2 separate regions of the Mus musculus genome follow, and region 2 is linked to region 1. A link is a contact called in public promoter capture Hi-C data. All regions are on one chromosome and are shown on one strand. Each heading gives the region's core, a stretch centred on a gene start, on an enhancer-like site or on the middle of the called end of the contact. The rest is flanking DNA. Distances are from core to core; before and after follow the strand shown.

What was found. Promoter capture Hi-C pulls out the DNA fragments that hold promoters and counts their contacts.
Region 2: a promoter capture Hi-C map of hippocampal neurons shows a contact between it and region 1, with 2.1 times the contacts expected there. The contact joins two enhancer-like sites. A contact is called at or near these places in 2 of 39 promoter capture datasets (cranial neural crest and hippocampal neurons) and 1 of 115 datasets of contacts at active chromatin or transcription factors (astrocytes).

The regions. Positions count from the first base shown.
Region 1 is chr3:154,824,428-154,828,057 of GRCm38.p6, forward strand. Tnni3k (TNNI3 interacting kinase) reads right to left here. Exons shown (of 25, transcript NM_177066.5): 23 at 3,054-3,223. Among named protein-coding and RNA genes, the nearest start is that of Gm20389, 110 kb to the left of the region's middle. Within about 2 kb of position 1,539, at least 13 of the 459 cell types and tissues checked have an H3K27ac peak or open chromatin away from gene starts, as enhancers often do. A contact at or near this core is called in hippocampal neurons, where this site is marked.
Region 2 is chr3:157,216,291-157,219,920 of GRCm38.p6, forward strand. The region is part of intron 6 of Negr1 (neuronal growth regulator 1); the gene reads left to right. Among named protein-coding and RNA genes, the nearest start is that of Gm24373, 7.2 kb to the left of the region's middle. Within about 2 kb of position 1,756, at least 14 of the 459 cell types and tissues checked have an H3K27ac peak or open chromatin away from gene starts, as enhancers often do. A contact at or near this core is called in hippocampal neurons, where this site is marked.

The DNA.
Region 1 (3,630 bases), core at 289-2,788:
TGGCACTAAGGACTACATAAAAGGTATATATGAAGTGGAGACAAGGAGCAAAATTATTTAGGGTCATTTAAAACCTGGGGAGGATTATGAATGTAGCTATGAGTTGACCAGGGGAAAGGTTAAGGTAAAGAAAGTTCTATAGATAGACAAACAGAGGGAAGATTAGAGTGGAGGACCCGACCTATGTGTTCAATTCATTGAGCTACCATAGCACACAGTCCATTAATTCCAGGAAAATTAAGTGTGAATCGAGAATTTTTTACATTATATTCACATTGTCTAGGTTGAAATATGTTCCCAGGGCACTAGGCAAGCTATTTAGAGGAGTCCTTGTATTGCTAGCGATTGATCCCAAGGGTGTCTGTTTCAGAGCTTTGAATCCTACATCCCCAGTGTCTTCTCCTGGACAGCTAACTGGGTCACACACTATTCTCAGAGCTGAGCCCCATGCAAACCCTAATTGGTTTTCACATCTGAAAGGTTGTTCATCACTTTGTCATTTCTAAATTTAACATGATGTAATCCATGCACAAGATGGGAGATTTCAGACCCTGTGGGAGGAGAAGTGCCACATGCCGAGTTTCTAAATATATCTGGACACAAAATATTTTAAAAGACGCAGAACTTCAAGAATGGTTTCCTTAATCTCAGATTTTACTCAATTTGTGATTTTTGTACCGAATTAGCTATTTCCTCTTTTTCATGGAGGAAATACCTGACAACTTTCTACCTTGAAAAATTCTTTTATATAGGAAAAAATGTTAACCATAACTAAAGATAAGTATACATAAAAACAATGGAATCCTATACTAAGCCAAGAGTTTTTAAATTTCAATCTTCTGGCTGTTGACACCACAGCTAGAAGTCTGTATAAATGCAATGATTCAGTACATTGTTGAGGAGCCCAAGTCTCTACATTAGTGGGGAAGCACAACCGAAGCCTTGTCCACATTTTTCAAAGTCATGGTGGCACCCATGCAAAATTACACTTTCCTGTGTAATTGGGTAAGATAGCTTTGAGGCTCAGTGCTCACAAGACCAGAGACTGAAGTAGCGTAAATACTCATCCTCATCCTTTAGAGCATCCGTGGTCAAAATAGGATATTGGCAAGGTCTCTTCCACTTGTGCCAGAACTTGAATCTCCTCCCACAGAGAGACCAGCAGGTTAGCACCATGCCTTTCTTTATATTTTACCTGCTTTGCTGTGTTGGAACTACCCACAACCTCCAAGGTTTTCTGTGGCCAAGATGTCACCATGATGAGCTCTCGTTGGCCCTGGATACTGGTCCTTTCTGAGTTTCCCAGATGATTTTAACATGCAAAGTTGGGAACCACTCTAGGCAGGTAGCCCCAGGACCCTGCTGGCCTTAGTCCACCGGTTCCTACATCCTTGGGTTCTTTCACTTTAAGAACTGACTGACTCCCTTCTACAGCCTTCAGAAAACAAGCTGAAAATGCAGGATTGTGAGGAATGCTTGAATCCATTCCTTGATCATCTTCCAGAACAAACTGGGACAAGTCCAGAAAACACAGCATTGGCAAAACACAATGAGCTTCTGGATCCTGCTGCCTCCTGTGCCGGGGGAATTTAGAAAGCACAGCAGAGGCTCCTGTGGGAATCCAGCCGGGCTACCTACTAGATCTCTCAGGAGGATTGCTTATACTTTCTGAGTCCATTCTTCATCTTCAATAATGAAAGGTCTGCCTCTCAAAGCTTAATTACACAACTATTTAGACAGCATTTAAAAGAGTGTCCTGCATTTCACAGGTGTTCCATGGTGGCAGATATTTGAATAGAACATTGGAAGGGATAGTCAGAGCCTGTTCACTGACTCCACTGTAAATTCATAATGACTACCATATATCAATCCAATTTATTCCATTTCCATTCTTTATCTGCTGTACAAATATTTATTACTTAACACCCCTACGTCAGCCAAACTGCAAGATAGTTGAATGTAGCAATGCATAAAATGACACAATTCTTCTCTTGACTCCTTGTACATTTTCACTAAGTGCTTCAGCAGGAGCATTTATCTATACCATGGATCTATACCATTTATCTATACCATTTATCTATACCATGGATCTCAAATAATTAAGACTCTGTTTGCTAGGGTTGGAGCAATAAACAAATTGACCTCCTGTTCACTGACACTGTAAGAGGGACTAAGCTGTTCAGAGAAATATGCAGGTAGGAAAAGAAGCCATAGTCCTACACCACAAAGGACAGTGAGTGGAGAAGAAGCAGCTGAGAAAATGCAAGGAAGCTGCTCTAAGACACATACCAGGCTGTGCGGCTGTCTCCCTACATTCTTACTGTGTCGAGAAGCCAAGCTCTTCCATCCAAATCCCCCTTGCCCCACATGCTGCTGTGCCTCTTGCTCTGTGTCAGTTTCTGAGTGGCAAATTCTTGGACTTGGCTACAGTAGCAGGGTCAGCTTGTCTCTGTCCACTGCTCACTGCTGAAATAGCACCCCTTTTTATAGCTGAGTAACTCTGTAGTACATGGTACCTCTCACATGCTGTCTCTCCATCTTTTGGCAGACACTTGAGTTGTTTCCATTCATGGCCATTATGAACAAGATTTCCATCAACACATGTGTATGGGGATTGTTTGTATGTCTGCTTTCAGTTTTGTGGGCTATATCCAGGAGTGGAATTGTTGAGATAGGAAGATGGGTGCTGCTCTGAATGTCTGGTCTCCACTACCAGAACTGACTCCAGGCTGATATGTGGAATCCTTCCTTGAATTCCACAAGACCACCCTAAAATATATTCAATAATTTATAATGCTTCATCACTTTAGATCTTAGCAGAAGTCTCTCTGGTGCCAGAGCTGTTACTGACAACTTGCAGAAGAACCTAAACTAGCCAAGGATGAAAGTTTAGGTTTTTGTTCACAGTATATTGAAAATGGAATCTAAATTCTTGGCCAGTGTTTTCCAGAGGGATGTTCAGGCTCCACTAGACAGCATCATGTAGGTGACTGTTCAGATCTGGCACCGAAGTCTGGATTTACAGCAAGACCCTTGCTGACATCCGCACTTACCTTTGAGGCCACCCAGTGTAGGACCTTGCATTTAGGGCGTATTCCAACTCAAAACGACTCCGTAAAGCTGCCACATGGCTCCGGCCAGGCCCTCCTCGGCTCAGTAGGCAATCAGAAGAAGAGGAAGGTGACAGAGAGCCACTGCTGTTACTTGATGCAGGAGACATGAGCTGCATGGGGACGGCATGGAAGGCCTTGTTTACTAACTCCAACAGGCAACTGAACTGCAGCTTTCATTTGATGGCTCCTAATTTAATTTCATCTACACTTGCTTCTTCTCCTTCCTTCAACCTCTGGCTGTGAGATCTGCTCAGCTTCATCTACTTTTTCTCCCATTTCTATTTTGAAGCTGGTGTTATTCTTATTCCTATCTTCCCCAAGCACAGTAAACCCAAGTTAAATGAACAAAACGTTATTCAGATGATTCTCATTTCATGATCAAAAGATCGACAACCACATTCCTCATTAAGGTGATAAGATTCACTCATGGCAGAGATCCTTTCAATTGTAGCTAAAATTTTTCCCTGAAGTAAAACAAATTTATACACCATCTTAGCTTCTTTTCTTGTTGCTCAGA
Region 2 (3,630 bases), core at 506-3,005, 2.4 Mb after region 1:
TTTTTTGCTGGCTTCTGCAGTTATTGTCAAATAAGTTTCAAGGAAAAGAAATTCTCTCCAGATTTCCTCTAGATTAGAAGGAATTATATTCCTTTGCAACCCAATTTTCTGTGCTGATTTCAGAGTCAATATCCCTTTTAAATCTCAGGGGAACCCCCTCCTCCGTGTGTGTGTGTGTGTGTGTGTGTGTGTGTGTGTGTGTGTATAGAGCTCTAATGAAACTCTGGTACATGAGTGCAGCTGCGAGCAAGATGGGGACACAAAGCCTTTGCTGCTTTGCAGACTACTCGGATAGAGCCACTAATTAGAGTGCTCATCGTCTCTCGTTAATAGAAATTGTTGTCTTGATAAAGAAAAATTTTAAGGTTGAATTTGTGTAGTAGCCATTTATAACAACATAAAGTGGTAACAGTGCTGCAATGATTTTTAAAGCCATTTATTATCTTTTCAATTAAAATAAAATATGCTAAGGTCCTGGAGAGATGGCTCAACAAGCATGAGGACAGAGAACAGATTTCTAAAAGCCTCATAAAATCCAGATTGATCCAATGACTGCCTGTAACCTTATCACTCTGCAGACAGAGACAAATATCCACAAAGCAAGCTGGCTTACTAGGAGCTGAAGTGGCAAGCTGCAAGTCCAGTGAGAGACCCTGCTTCAGTGTATAAGCTAGAGAGCAGCCTCAGTGTATAAGCTAGAAGGTAGCCAAGGAAGACACTTGAAATCAACCTCAAAGTTTCACACGCATGCACATGCATGCACTCATGTATACACAGGTGCATATACTACACACATATGCATTCGCCTGCACTCTGTCATGCATGTATAAGCATGAATACTATACATACACACATGCACACATGACCATACATGCACACATATGCACATATGTGTGCACAATATGCACATATGCACACATGCATACATACACACAAACACATGGACATACATAAACATGCACACATTCATGCATACAACAAATGCACATATGCACACACATGCACACGTGAGCATATGCACACATGCATACACACATGCACAGGCACACACACACATGAAATGTAAACAGATAAACTCTCACTTATAAAGACATTGCTATTTGCAGTCAGTGTGCTACATGGCTTATGTCTGCACTTGTTTACTCTCCTCATGAGACTTCACCTATGCTTGTAAACCCACAAACCTACAGGGGAGACTTCTGCATTCTGCATCCAGGATTTGGCCATAGGTCAGTTTCCCTTAAATGCTCATCCTTAATCACCTTGTGTTGGAAACAAAGTTACCCAGGGAAGTATGTAGGCTAACCATGAGGACCTAATATTTACATATCAGACCCCTGCAATCCAGAGATTTCATGGTGACCCACCCTCAGGTTTCCAGAGAAATGTAAACTAAGTTTTCTGGCAGCCTGAAAACTTCAATCTATACTGAAAAGAGGCTCCTATCATTGGGCATCAGCTATGCCCATGAATGTGGACCACTCACTAGTTCCTTCCCGGTGGGAAAGCTGTGGTTCCAATACTACCCTCTGCTTCCCTGTCAAGCCTGCTGATGCTTTATATGGAAAGGGCTCACATTGGGTCCCTACGGTTGTTGTGCCTTCTCTGTCAGCTTAGAGCCTGTCTTCTGAGCCCTTATCCATGCTAACCTTAGTCCTGGCAGAGCTGCATGCTCTTCATCCTACTGCCTCAGCACCACAGTGAACGGCAATCAGATCTTTCAGTGAAACCATGGCAACCAAAAGGATTAATTTCTGCCTTGTCTCTGTAGCTCAGTCTTGTTATCTCTCCAAAGTCCAAAAGATACACACACACACACACACACCCTCCACCACCACCACCACCACTGCATCACAGCATAAAATAACATAATAACATTCTAGGATCCAAATATGACCTAAAATACATAGATAAGAAGGGGCTTGGCACCAGAGAATCTGGTACCAGGCCATGCATGTAGTGAACAATAATTAGCGTACTCTACAGAAAGATTCACTGCCAGTGGCTTGTTGTTTCTTGGTGCTTTCTTAAATAAGATGTCTTCTTGTGCTGGAGAAAATTACATCTAATAAAGAAAAATATTCTGGTTTTTTTTACAGTGTCTTGTTTTATGCATAATTGTCTACACTGTCTGTCTGAGTGAACTTCTCTTTACCCTGTTTTATGTACAATCAAAACTGCCCCTCTGCCACAGCTGATCCCACAGCCCCACAGTGGCTTCAGTGATACATAGTGCCCTTATTCCTCCCTGGAGCATTGTGATGCTGCAGGTAATGAGTGAGAAGCAGACTCTTGGGGCCTCTGTGGCTCACCAGGAGAGTGCACTCCACACCTTGAGAAAGATATTTCTCTGCTTACAAGTTGATGACTAAGGTGCAAAATAGTGGCTCCCATCTGATCCCTATAAAAACAGTGACATTCTTGAAAGCTAAGCACTCTGTAAAACCACCATTAGCTGCATGGAGGTTTGTATGTGTAAAGGCCTTGCTCAGCTGTGTGCTTCTGTTTTGATAACACTCTCTGCACTAGCTGAGCATTCTTTCTCTGACACTGAGCCCTATACTAAAGCCAGGAACTGTACCTGCTGTTGACTCAGAAAATGAGAGAGAGAGAGAGAGAGAGAGAGAGAGAGAGAGAGAGAGAGAGAATGAATCATGGCAAATACTTCTGTTAGTACAAAAGTCTATTACAGAAGCCTCCTGAGGTGGCAGGGGTTGAATCTGCCTGTTTTCCAGACTGGTGAACAGAAGTCATTGGTACAAAGGCTCTAGTGGTGGCCCAACTCTTGCTTCAAATATTCTACTGTAGTAGTTTCAAATGCAGCAGAGTGTTAGCAAGTGAAAAGCCAAGACACAGCATCTTCTCTCTCCATCTCAATTAGATCCTGACCAAAACCTGACTTTTAACCTCTTTAAGCTCCTTTTAGCACCAGGAATAGCATCTGTCGCACAGATGTTGGGGGAGGGGAATGTGTTAATAGATGTTATATACTAAGAATTTATAATATTTCCAATCTTAATTAATTTAACAGTAATAAGTTTTGCTACAACAGATACAGAATAAATAATTGCTGATCTCTTGAGTCAACAGACCATAAAAAGTCTAGAATAGATTTAATTGAGATAGTCAATTTGACTATTACTCAACAAGATTTTCTAAACTATTGCTTCTTCCTATTTTAAAAATAGTGGCGAGTTGTCATGTGTTTATACATAAAAGGGAGATTATCATTTTGAATAGTTTTTGTATGTGCTAAAAATGTATGCCTATAATTTGACACAAATCATTCCAGGATTGAAGTATACTTTTCTTTCTTAAAACAATTGTTATCTCTTGATTTGTAAGTTTGTAATATAAACTTTACCTCAGTCAGAATTGTTATGATGCGCATGTCCACTGTTTTAATTGTGAATATTAATACTCGGTTACTTTCTAGGTAGGCTGACTGTATTTGTATAGTTCTCACAACTCAGGAGCTCCATCTTTGCTTCTGTGTGGCAAATGCACTCCCCTAAGCTCCAGAAGTTTACTTAAAACTCCTACTGAGTCCCAGGCATTGTTTCACACTCCTGTCTAAGCAGTGACATATTCGCACCCCTGCCCATGCTTGCTTGATTGTTTATGCCACGG